2 separate regions of the Rattus norvegicus genome follow, and region 2 is linked to region 1. The links are chromatin contacts, called in public Hi-C maps. All regions are on one chromosome and are shown on one strand. Each heading gives the region's core, a stretch centred on a gene start, on an enhancer-like site or on the middle of the called end of the contact. The rest is flanking DNA. Distances are from core to core; before and after follow the strand shown.

Region 1 (6,197 bases), core at 3,089-5,588:
GTCTAAGACACACACAGGGCCTACGCGGCCTTGGGCTAAGCCGAGCACAAGACCCCCATCGTTCTACTTGGTTGAATAATGGATACTTCTCTTCTTTATCTAGATATTTCAAAGTAGATTCCCCAAGTCCCCTCCTGTAGATTATGCATCCCCTCCATACTCCAAGTGTGAAAGGCCAGGAGAAAGTGTCAAATAAGGTCACCAACAGGTCCATTCCACAAGAAGAATCCACTAGTTCTCATATCTGGCTTACCCTGGCTTCATGGGTATTGTCTAACAGCATTTGTTTTCCATTTGGGAAGGGCAGGAGCCTTGTCTTGCCTTTGGAGATGGCAGAGCCAGTCACAGAATGTGAGCTAAAGCAAGGCTAGAGCTAGTATTCTAGTCAGGACTTAGACCTCCTGAGGCAGGCCTAACAGATCATCATAAAATCTGGATTTATCCATCCCCAAAACTGCCTATCACTAGGAGGTAATTCATCCTTTTATGCAGTGGGCATGAGGCTTCAGGTCAAGGAGGAAAGATATCAGGATATCTATCTCTTAAGCTAGAGTGACTCACAGGTAGCTTCACCGTGCCTAAGGTCAGAGACCTGTCAGCCACCACCACAACAGCGCTTGTTAGTACCTCTGGAGCACTGCCTAGGTGCCAGGCACTAGGCTAGCTATGTGCTTTAAAGGCTAAATTCTCTTGATTCTCACAGCCACTCAGGAACACCGATAAGACCTCTGCAAGTTCGTTCCGGAAGAAACAACAAAGGCATGGTCATCCTTTTGTTTCTCTCCCCTCCCTAGCAATGAGAACGGTCCTCTGTTAAAGAGGAAGAACTGGGGTCAAGATAAGGTCCAAACTCGGAATATGGGAGGCAACATTTAAGGAAGCAGTGCTAACTCTATGCTTCTCAGGGCCAAGAGTGGGTGTGTCCTTCAATTTTACACACAGGATGCCTTATTTACTCTGCTAGAGTCCTAGTCCTGGAGAGTCATGGACGGATTGCAAGTTGAGCCCTGCTACTCCACACTTGAGCAGTGTGACCGTCCCTTCCCTACTCTTTCATTCCCTCACTTGTAAAGCAGGCCAAATGACAGCATCAAGGGTCGGTAAATATGCAGCCGTTTCTCTTCTTAGTATTCCTGTACTTGTGACCAAAAGAAATGAAAGCCTTGACAGAGAAGAGGTATAGCAATGCACGTCTATAATCTCAGCATGAGGTAGGTAGGCAGAGGCAGGAGATCAAGGGTTTAAGACCAGCCTGAGCTGCTTCGGGGTAGCCTGGGCTACCTTGTCTCAAAACAAAACAAATTGCAACAAAAAAAGCACACGTGTAAATGAAAGCGTGTGTGCAGAAATGTTCACAGCGGCCTTCTTGAATTTTCCCAAAGGGAAAACAGCACACGTGCTCTCCAGATGGTGAATAGATAACAAAATATATGGTATATCTTCCCGGTGTGGTGCTGTTTGGTAATACCAGGGGATGAAAGACCGATACACGCTACATGGTAGATGACCCACAAGTGCTTTAAGCCGCGTGAAAGAAGCTAGACACGAGGGGTTGCTGGCTATGTGATTGCAAAAGCATGGATCAGCCATGCAGGGTGGTTGATCAGAGTTGGGGTGAAGTGTGTGTGTTGGGGGAGAGCAGCTGCTAATGGGTGCACGAAGCCCAATTTGGGGGTGATGGAAACGTTCTGAAGTTACAGTGATGATGGCTACATAAACCATGTCAATCTACTGAAGAGCAGTATGGGAATACGTTACGTATCCGCAGCAGAGCTAATTTAGAAGACTAGCTGCACCTTCTCTGATCCCAGCAGAAGGATTGTGAATTCAAGGCCAGCCTGGGCTACGTATTTGAGACTATTTCATTAAAATTAAAGAAGGAAGAACTGGAGGGAAAGAGAGAGGAAGGAAGGGAGAAAAAGAAAAGGAAAGAGAGGTATTACTTATGGCCCCAAGCTGCCTGACACTGGAGTTTTTAATCCATCTAACTTTATGGTTTTTATGCCAATAAGTACCTGATACCTAATTACCTCAGCTTACTAAACATTCTTCAACTTTTAGGAGACTCTGGGGAACAAACCTGGGAGTCTCTTGTGATTCTGTACCTCTGACTAACGTGCCCCTTTTGATGTAGGTTTCCTAGAAAGAACTACTGAATGCATCATGCCTGAAGTGGACAAAATTCTTTAGGTCTTGGATCCTAGAGGGCTGCATTCAAGTTCTGGCTCCACCATTTGTGTTAGCCACTTAGTGAGGCCACAGGCACAGAGGGTAGGAGAAGCATCGAATGCTTGGAGCCTCATGAGTCCCAGAGATAGATGCTGTCTGTTAGACTGCACGGCTCTGAGGCCCTTGGACAAACGTCTTCCTACTCTGTGTGCCTTGCTTGTCAAATGCAGAAGACTGAATCTGAATAACTCTTAGGGGTGCCAGAAGCATGCCCACGAAAAGCACAGAGCTAGACTCATGATGTCAGTAGGAGCAGCAGACTGTAGCGGTGGCTGTGCTTCAGCACCACTGTGTGTGGACTTCCTGAGAGCAGGAACATTGACCTGTCAACTCTGGCAGGTGCTCAGCAAGTGCCAGGAAAGGGGAACGGAAGTGGGGAGGAAGGGGATGGAGATGCACTGGCTGATGAGTCAGCAGAAAGGCCTGAACTGTCTGCACCAGAGAACAAAACACACTGCTGTAGGAGTGTGGGATCCCGGGTTGATTTGCACAGCTTCCTAAGCCTCAGTTTCTCCAAGCTGGATCCTCCACAGTTTTTCTTTCTTTCTTTCCTTCCTTCCTTCTTTCCTTCCTTCCTTCTTTCCTCCCTCCCTCCCTCCCTCCCTCCCTCCCTCCCTCCCATCTTTCTTTTTTTTTTTTCTTTTTTTTTTTCAGAGCTGGGGACCGAACCCAGGGCCTTGCGCTTGCTAGGCAAGCGCTCTACCACTGAGCTAAATCCCCAACCCCCCCTCCCATCTTTCTTGAGACAGAGCCTTATCATGTCACTATGTTGCCCCGCATAGCCTGGAACTCCCTTTACAATCACGTCTAGTCCTGAACTTGCAGTTATTCCCCTGCGTCTGCCTCCCAGTATTGAACTGCAGGTGTGTGTGCCACTTCACCAGGTTAGGCTTTGAAAGTTTCTCTTCACTCGAACACCCTGGGGTCCTATCAATAAACTCATTTCCTTGAGTGTCCTTTCAACTGATTGTAGGCAATGAATGCACTTGGAGACCCAACACTCCCTTTCTAAAAGCACCAAGGCCAGACACTGTCCAACTGCACACTGTTAGAATGTCGGTCGCTGGAACACCCACCATGATTCGCTGACCTTACAGCGCGATAGCGCTTGTTTCTGGAGGCAGCACCCTGACTGCTCAGAATCAATTCTGTAACACAAAGTTCCCCAGAAGATGGTAGACGGCAGTTCCAGAGGAGCAGGGGAAGCTAAGCATCACCTGGAGAGATCTCAGTGGAGCCCATTCTTGCCTGGAACTCACCCCTTCTCCAAAATGTCTTGGCTGGAGGATAACCTCCTTTTCTGGCTTGCAGTTTTCAGCCGCCATTCTCCCTCCCCCCTGCTATTCCACTCTAACATCACCGTCACAAAGACATTAAACAGAGAAGGACAAGGCAAAGCCATCCTAAGAAATGCTCCTTCTCCCAACTGCCCATACTCTGCCGTTTATAACATGCCCATCCCCTCAGGCTTGGGCCAAGCAGTGTGCAGATATCTTGAATCTGTTTCTAGGAAGGCAGGGGTGAAGCTTAAATGAAAATAATTTCAACATGTCATCCTCCCGAGGTCGCGGAGATCCTTTGGGGACTCTGGGTAGGCCCAGGGGCTGGGAGAGCCTGAGATGGCTTTGTCGTTAGAGCTATTCTGCCTTGTCTCACATTTTAAGAACAGCGGGAACGTAATATCAGCTGAAAGGAGTTTTCTGTGTGCTATTTAACTAAATGGCTCTGCAGCTGGAGAGAGCCATGGGCAGACGTGTTATGATTCAAAGGTTCCCAATTACAATGATCCTCTTTTATTGTATAAAAACAAGCACACAGCTATTCCGCACCCCACCCCCATGCTTGCTCCTTCCACCCCTGCTCCTCATTGGCCAGCGAGGCTGTGCTGCATCCCGAAGGCCCAGTTCCTCTTCCGGTATCAACTTTTGCAGCTTTTGACTCCCTGGGATTCTTTCTGTCCAGGTCAGGAGAGGGTAGAGGTGGCCCTGGGGAGCAATTGTCATATACACTGATGGAGGCGGGGTGGCACCAGTCTACAGAGTACAGGTGGAAATGTAGCCTCCCCGTTCTGATCGTGTTCTTCCGTACACAGGAACACATGCTGGCCCAGTCCCCAACTCTCTGCAGTGGCAAACAACCAGATAGAGAGTCCCAAAGTATGTCCAAACCAACCCCTCTCTCTGCACTTCCTGATAGGCTGGCTTGGAGCTCATCTGTCCCCGTGTCCTGGAAACAAAGCTATCCGGGTGAGCAACCTGACCCTCCTACCTCCCCTCCGTGTGTTCTGGAGCCAGGGCTTCAGTTCTCTGAGCTTTGTGATCCCAGTCTTTGCAGAGGGACCATACACAGCTCCCCGTTCTCCCCTCCTGCTCTGATTAAATGTCAAAATAAAGGGGGAGCATTCAGCCCAGTGTCTGGCACACTGCCGTTCTTTGGACACACTGATCTGTGGGCTTGTGGTGTGTCTGGGTGAGCCATGAGGCTCGTCTGGCCAGAGCCCACAAGGCTATGGTGGTATAGCTGACCTACTGAGGAGTGTGTTTCTGGAATCTTTCTGCAATACTAGTTTGAAACTGTCACCTGTATGCAGTTGACTATGCATCTATGCATGCTGCTCCATCTCTAACACAGGATTCTTAGCCCCACCCCCGCTTCCCCCAGATGTTTGAGAGACCTGCAGCTGCAGCTGCAGGCATCCAAGCAGACCAAGGAGAACCTGTACTCAGGGCCTCCTGTTCACAACTCATCTGCCATGCCAGGCCCTACTGTCAATAGTTTCTCTCCTTTACAAAAGGCCCCGAGACCCCAACATGAAGGATTCCCTTCCAAAGAAGGAACTCGTTCTATTTGACCATACCACTGCCCCAGGGACACCAAAATCAGTTTCCCCTACTGAATGGCAAATGGTTTCCCTGGGATTTTTACTGGTTCCCTCAGTAAGATAAGTGGAACGTGGGCATACCAAGTCTGTGTACCCCAAAGGCAGACGATAAAACCTTTTGCTTCGAAGTTAGCACTTGGGCCGCACTCCCTGCTATTGAACTTCCCGTGGATCAATATTACACAGATTTCATTCGCTGCAGATTGGATTCCGTGTTAAATGCTATCGCTGTGAAACACTGTGTGACTAGACTTAATCTCCAGGAACATTCTCATATTAGGAAGTAGGGGGGGGCAGAGGAGGACAGGAGGAAGAAGGGGTGTAAGTTGAGGGTTTTAGTAGGTAAGCTATCCTCTTGGGCATAGGGAGCCTGACTCTAGTCCTGTCTTTCTCTGATTCTTGGGGAAATCTGGATGAATACTGATGCAGTGTTGTTAAGATTGCTTTGCTCCTTGGGGGTCTCTCTCACACACACCATTGCCAATCAACCTCTCTTCAATGCTTGACTAGGAGCACAGAACAGGAAACAGCTTGTGGGAGGATGTTCTTAATATCACAACCTGTTCAACATTGGGTGGGGGCTTTACAGAAGGGCTGGGGAGGGGAAGCAGGACCACAGTTGCTCCGTCTTACTCTCCTTTTACCCCTTACAGTTGAGAAGAACACGACTTGATCAATTACACACAATGCCCACTTAGGTACCTACCAATGGGGCATAGCAACGTGACCCTCAGCACTGCTCTGCCAGGGCGTGGGCCATGATTCTGCATGAGTTGTGCCCATGATTGGCACCAGGCTCTCCTTTAGATTTCCACTGTTGTGATTTGCCATAGGCTGAGTGCCTGTGTTCGAGAAGAGGAGGACACTATGAGTTGAGGACAGGCAGTGTCCCTGAGGACAGGCAGTGTCCCTGGTGGATGGTTAACACTAAGCACGTTACGCACAAGCCCACTCCTTGGAGGTGGCAGCAGTGACCAGGATGGTGGTGGGGTTGGTTTGCTGAATCTGATAACGTGTCAGATGTGGTGCTGAGCCCTTGACTAAACTTTTTAAGCTTCACAATAATCCATGTGGCAGCTACAAGTGG
Region 2 (5,595 bases), core at 821-3,320, 270 kb before region 1:
CATACACAAACCTTGTTCAGCACTGGAGGAAAGCCCTACGAATGAATGAAAAGGACTGTGACCCACAGCACAGGGGCTGCGGAGATGGCTCAGTTGGTGAAGTGCCAGCACGAGGAGCTGAGTTCAACCCCCAGAACCTGCATTAAAAAAAAAAAATCTGGACATGTCTCAAAAGATAAGGTGGATAACACCTGGCAAATGGCATCCAGTATTGTTCTCTGCCCTCCACAAGCGCATACAAGCATGTGCATGTGTATACTGTCCCTCCCGCCCCCAATTCACACTGGAGTGTAGCCAGATGTGGGCTTAGCCCAATAAGAAAGAGTTGGTGCCAGAGAGTTTTACAAACAGAGCACTCATCTAGAGGTTGCTCACACACTCAAGCGAGCCCCTGAGAAACTCTCGATGCAGCCAGAACATGAAACATTTCAGTCAAGTTCAATGTTTATTCAGTCGTGGAGAGTTCACATTATTTATTTAAAAGTAACAAACATGGGGTTGGGGATTTAGCTCAGCGGTAAAGCACTTGCCTAGCAAGCGCAAGGCCCTGGGTTCGGTCCCCAGCTCCGGAAAAAAAAAAAAAGAAAAAAAAAAAAAGAAATAAAAGTAACAAACAAAACCAACCTGGGCAAGACTATGGATGCAGTGTTAAGAAGCAGGAAGAGATAATGGGAGATGCACTTTATATATTTGATTAAAGGTGAGAACCTTTGAGATGGCAATGCACAGCATGTGGCTATTTAGCTCAGAAAACCAGAGAATGCAATAGAAAACTGTGGAGAGAATCTCTTGCAAACGTATGGAAGAATCACCTGTCAATAAAATGCTGTTGGCCTACTAGCTCAGGCAGGAAATAGGGAAGTGGGAGTTGTGGTACATTTCTGGGATAGAGTCAAGTGGAAAGGATTTGCTGAAACACTGAGGAATATGGTTGCTCGAAACTGAAGGAGAGGTAACCAGGCATGTGGCATGACGTAGACTAGTCTAAACAGGGTAACTGAGTTAAAAACTAGCAGAAAACAAGCCAAAGCTACTGGCCAAGGCAACTATTCACAAATAATTCCATCTCAGTTATTTCTGGAACTTGTGCGAGGGTGGAAAAGCCCAAGGTTAGAAAACCATCTTCATTTGGGCAAGAATGCCTTTTGGGACAAGAATGGAAACTTTAAAGAGGTATTACATACAATTCTATGTCCAAGGTCACATATGAGTGCATGCACACACACACACACACACACACACACACACACACACACACACACACACACACAATTAGAGTAGGTCTAAATTCCAGTCAAAAAGGACCTAAATGGGATGGAGATGACCCAGCACCTAGGCGCACTTACTCTTGGAGAACACTTTGGGTTGGTCCCAGCACTCACAGGACGGTTTACGACCACCTGCTAATTCTTGTTCCAAGGGATTTGACACCTTTTTCTGACCTCTCTGGGCTCCTGCATGCACAAACTCACACAGGCACACATAGGCACACAGATAAATCCTTTTCTTTTGAAGGACTTAAGAGATGATGTTTGCAATACACAGCTGATTGTGGCAGCCAGAAATACCTCGTTTTAGAACTTGAATGCTTTTAAGTCTGCAGGTTCCTTTCCTAAGATACCCACCACCTTCTACATTCTATGTCCTCTATTTCTGTGGCAAAACACCAGCAAAGTCCTACATTGTAATCACTGAAAAGGGCCAGACTGAGGAAGAATCCCTGAGAAACCAATATTTGCACCAAGACAGGTAGTATCTTGTAATTATGATTCTGTGGATAATATAGAGTGTTTTCCAGATGTATTTGGTTTACCACAAGATTCTTCTTAGTGACCCCAGAAAACAGAATTACTGCAAAGTACCACACAACTATCATATAACCTAGCACAGGGCTGGGACCTCAGATGCCTGTTGAATAATCTTCACAGGTCCTCAGGGACGAAGGGAGGCCCAGGCAGCAGAGGGGGAGGGGTAGAGGCAGCATAGTGGCTACTGTCAGTAGAGGGCAGGACAAGCTGAGCCTGAGCCAGTGCTGTGGGTGGGGTTACAGCAAGAGGCCTAAAAGATCCGAAGCGCAGAGCACAAGTCTGCCATTCATTCCACTTCTGCAGGCCTCTAGCCCAGTCCTGCTTGCTGCTGGAGTGAGGCCCAGTTTTTGTTTGAAGTCACGTTTGCCTATGATGGGAATGTGAGTATGGCAGCAAGAGTGCAGCTTGGTTCTCTCCTTCCAGCCTGTGGGCAGCCTGTGAACTCAGGTCATCGGGCGTGGCTTGCCCCTGTCCTCACTCAGCAGCCTCCTCCACTTGAGTCCTGTTGTTTATCTCTCCATTTATCTTTAAAATTAAGCCCATCTCATCGGCTGAACTCTGTGCAGTCTTTGTAAGCAAAGAAGACAGCTCAGTTTTGATAATTTCCAAAAAGCTTTATGTGAAATATTCTAGAAGCCCTTTACAAGCCAAAGCATTATAATTCAATAAAAACATAATTTTATAGATATATTTCTCTATACAAAAGGCTGATCGTTACAAAAATTAGAATAAATAATTGGAAAATGAGTGCCACTGATTTAAAAAAGATATCTCTGATTGCTTCATGGTGAAATGCCTTCTATGTCACCAAAAGATGAGGGCGCGGACAGCTGCTCCGAGCCCGGGCTGTGAGTCCCCTGCGAAGATCTCGCACATTCTTGAGAAGATCGGATTCCGTGTGGTTCCATTCTGTTGGCTTATCTCTTGAAAAAACTGGAAAATAAAATTTATAGTTATTAGCAGCTCAGTTTTCTGATACTAATATAGTATTTACTTTCAATGAATAATCAATAACAAAACCAACATATTAAAAACAAGTTTCTTGAGCAAAAAGCCAACCATATTACCCTGCCCTCTGTGCTTTCATTTCCCAGTCAAGGAGATTCTGTTGCTGCTGCTGCTGCTGCTGAACTCAAAGTCCGCAGAGAGCTCTCACACTGTATGTGTAAGTCAGACACTGTGTGTAAGTCAGACACTGTGTGTGTAAGTCAGACACTGTATGTGTAAGTCAGACACTGTGTGTGTAAGTCAGACAATGTGTGTAAGTCAGACACTGTGTGTGTAAGTCAGACACTGTGTGTGTAAGTCAGACACTGTATGTGTAAGTCAGACACTGTGTGTAAGTCAGACACTGTGTGTGTAAGTCAGACACTGTGTGTGTAAGTCAGACACTGTATGTGTAAGTCAGACACTGTGTGTGTAAGTCAGACACTGTGTGTGTAAGTCAGACACTGTGTGTGTAAGTCAGACACTGTATGTGTAAGCTTGGCACGCAGAGAGGAGGACAGACTGACTCCGGGTCAGGAGCCTGTCCACAGCCACGTCCCTCAAATACTGGACAGCTGTAGTGCAGGGCAGTCCAGCTCAGCACTGAAGTAACTTGCTGCTGGAGTTTACACTGCTCCATCCCGATGGGAACACTGGGAGGGAGGGAGTACCGCTCCATATTTAAATGGCTTCAGCTTCTGAAAATGAGTTCCGTCCCCCCAATACAGGCAGCCATTACACTTTCATTTGCTGCCAAACAACGGGAGCTCGGCGGTGAGGCGCAGATTATCTGGGTGTGCACCGCTCCAGGTGTGTGTGTTGGGGGTGGGGGTGGGGGTGAGGTGGGGCTGGGGGTCCCTGCTGCAGGCTAGAGACCCAGGGCCGCGCCAGCTGCCTGAGTAAGACAGTGGACCTTGTCTACCAAAGCAAAATATTTAAGTCTGAAGAACGGACAAGGTTTAATTAATCTTCTGGCATAGAATGTCAGATGCAGCTTCACATGATACTGGAATTTCATGATTTGTTATTAGTCATAGTTCTTGTCTTCTGGGGATCTGTATAAAAGGTTGTTCTTCTAAGAAAGCTCAAAAGTCTCTCCAAAAATCAAATTTTGCCTTATCTAAACAACAGCTTTATTGGAAAGCCAGTTAAAAGTCTACATATTTTCTTGTCCTCTCCTTATCAGATTTTAAAAATTATATATGTATAATACATATATGTATAATTATATATGTATATAATACATAATTTTTGGTTTTGGGTTTTTGTTTTTTCTTTTTTTTTTTTTTTTTTTTTGGTGATAACCCAGGCCCTACACTGGGCCTCTTCATACACCAGGCTGCTCAGACTGGCTGGGCCTTGATCTGTCTTCTTATAGGACAGATTATAGGCTTGGAATATACACTCACCCACCAGCTCCTTTTCTGAGTTACTGATTCTACTGGGATAGGATTAGTTCCTTAAGGGCCAACTCATGATCTGAGCCCTATCCTGGGCCACAAGTTACCTAGTCAGCCCCAACCCCTACACAGCCATCAGGCAACCTGCTGAACTCCTTCAGGGGGTGGGGGTGGGGAGTGTTGCAGCCGTGTTACCAGTCTAGTCAGTGTCTACGCCTGCTAAAGAGATGGAGTCGTCTGACCTGTGTCTGAGGCTGCTCCTCGTCCTGTGTTCCCCAGCAGAGCTGCGAGGTTCCCACTGTCCCATTCTAGACTTCCTCCCACCATTGCCCTCGGCACACCATGTGCTCTACCTCCTGTTAGTCTCCACTCTGCTGAAATATTGTGAAATGTAAAATAACAGGCGGAGTCTTCCATATTTACCAACTTACTCTGTGTCGAGGAATCCATGTCGGAAACATCATTTAATCGTAAGGTTTGAGGCAAGCAGGTTGAGTCCATGTGTTGCTTTTGTAACCAAGGCACTTCTGCTCATGCAGAGGAGAGAAAAAAGATGTGTGAGCAGAAACCCTTTAGTACTGACAAACAGTGCTCGGTAACGCACACTTGCACGGACGGTTACCATCTCTTTCTTGCTTTGGGAAGAACAGTGCTGCCATCAGCAGACGTGGAATCAGTGTCAAGGACAGAGAACTGCCCAGAAGCTATGCTAACGCTTAAGAGCATTCTCAGCTAAAACAAAGGCCAGCAAATAGTCAGGAAATAGACGCCAGGCGCCAGAAGCATGGCTTGGTGGGAGAGCAATGCCTGGTACACACAGGCTCCTGGTTCCCAACACCAAATGACAAGATTATGCAACGTCACCGAGAAGCAGTGTGAGTGTGTCAGAGGCCCAGGGTGGTATGGCTAAGTGGGCTACCATGGCACAGACCAGGTGAATAAGAAGCAGGAACCCCGATCACGGTAATGAGCTCAGCAGCAAAACCCCAGGAGCCCTTCTGCTCAGTAACTGCACTCCTCCCTGTGACACTCTCACAGGGCTGGTGAGAAGCTTGGCAGGTCAAGGTACTTGCTGCCAACTCGACCACTAGAGTCATTCCCTGGGACAGCACAGTGGATGGCGAGAACCCTCTTATGGCCATGCTGGGTCCCCCGCACTCCATCATGTTCATCTGTCCCAAGTGATATCTTTCTCCTAAGCCCTCACCCTTCTTCCTTCAGCATGTAGTATTCTGAAACCTGGCCTAATGGCTCCTTCTGGCCACAATGTTCCCAACGTCACCTTTTATTTCCTGTGACTCTGTGGTGGGGGAGAGTGTGCACACACACTTAGTGATCAGGAGTCAGCACACCCACCCACCGCCCTCAGGAGCTGCTTCTCCTTCCACTGGGAGTTCTGA

Evidence for each region. A called contact is a pair of places that touch in the nucleus more often than the background predicts.
Region 2: a Hi-C map of mammary epithelial cells shows a contact between it and region 1, with 1.7 times the contacts expected there. The contact joins two enhancer-like sites. A contact is called at or near these places in 5 of 12 Hi-C or Micro-C datasets (frontal cortex, hepatocytes, liver and 2 more) and 1 of 1 datasets of contacts at active chromatin or transcription factors (oligodendrocytes).

The regions. Positions count from the first base shown.
Region 1 is chr7:91,121,187-91,127,383 of GRCr8, reverse strand. The region is part of intron 1 of Zhx2 (zinc fingers and homeoboxes 2); the gene reads right to left. Among named protein-coding and RNA genes, the nearest start is that of Zhx2, 7.8 kb to the right of the region's middle. Within about 2 kb of position 4,338, at least 46 of the 93 cell types and tissues checked have an H3K27ac peak or open chromatin away from gene starts, as enhancers often do.
Region 2 is chr7:91,393,241-91,398,835 of GRCr8, reverse strand. Tbc1d31 (TBC1 domain family, member 31) reads right to left here. Exons shown (of 22, transcript NM_001134842.1): 21 at 4,627-4,722; 22 at 2,402-2,741. The coding sequence ends at 2,608. Among named protein-coding and RNA genes, the nearest start is that of Trnam-cau2, 6.4 kb to the left of the region's middle. Within about 2 kb of position 2,070, at least 25 of the 93 cell types and tissues checked have an H3K27ac peak or open chromatin away from gene starts, as enhancers often do.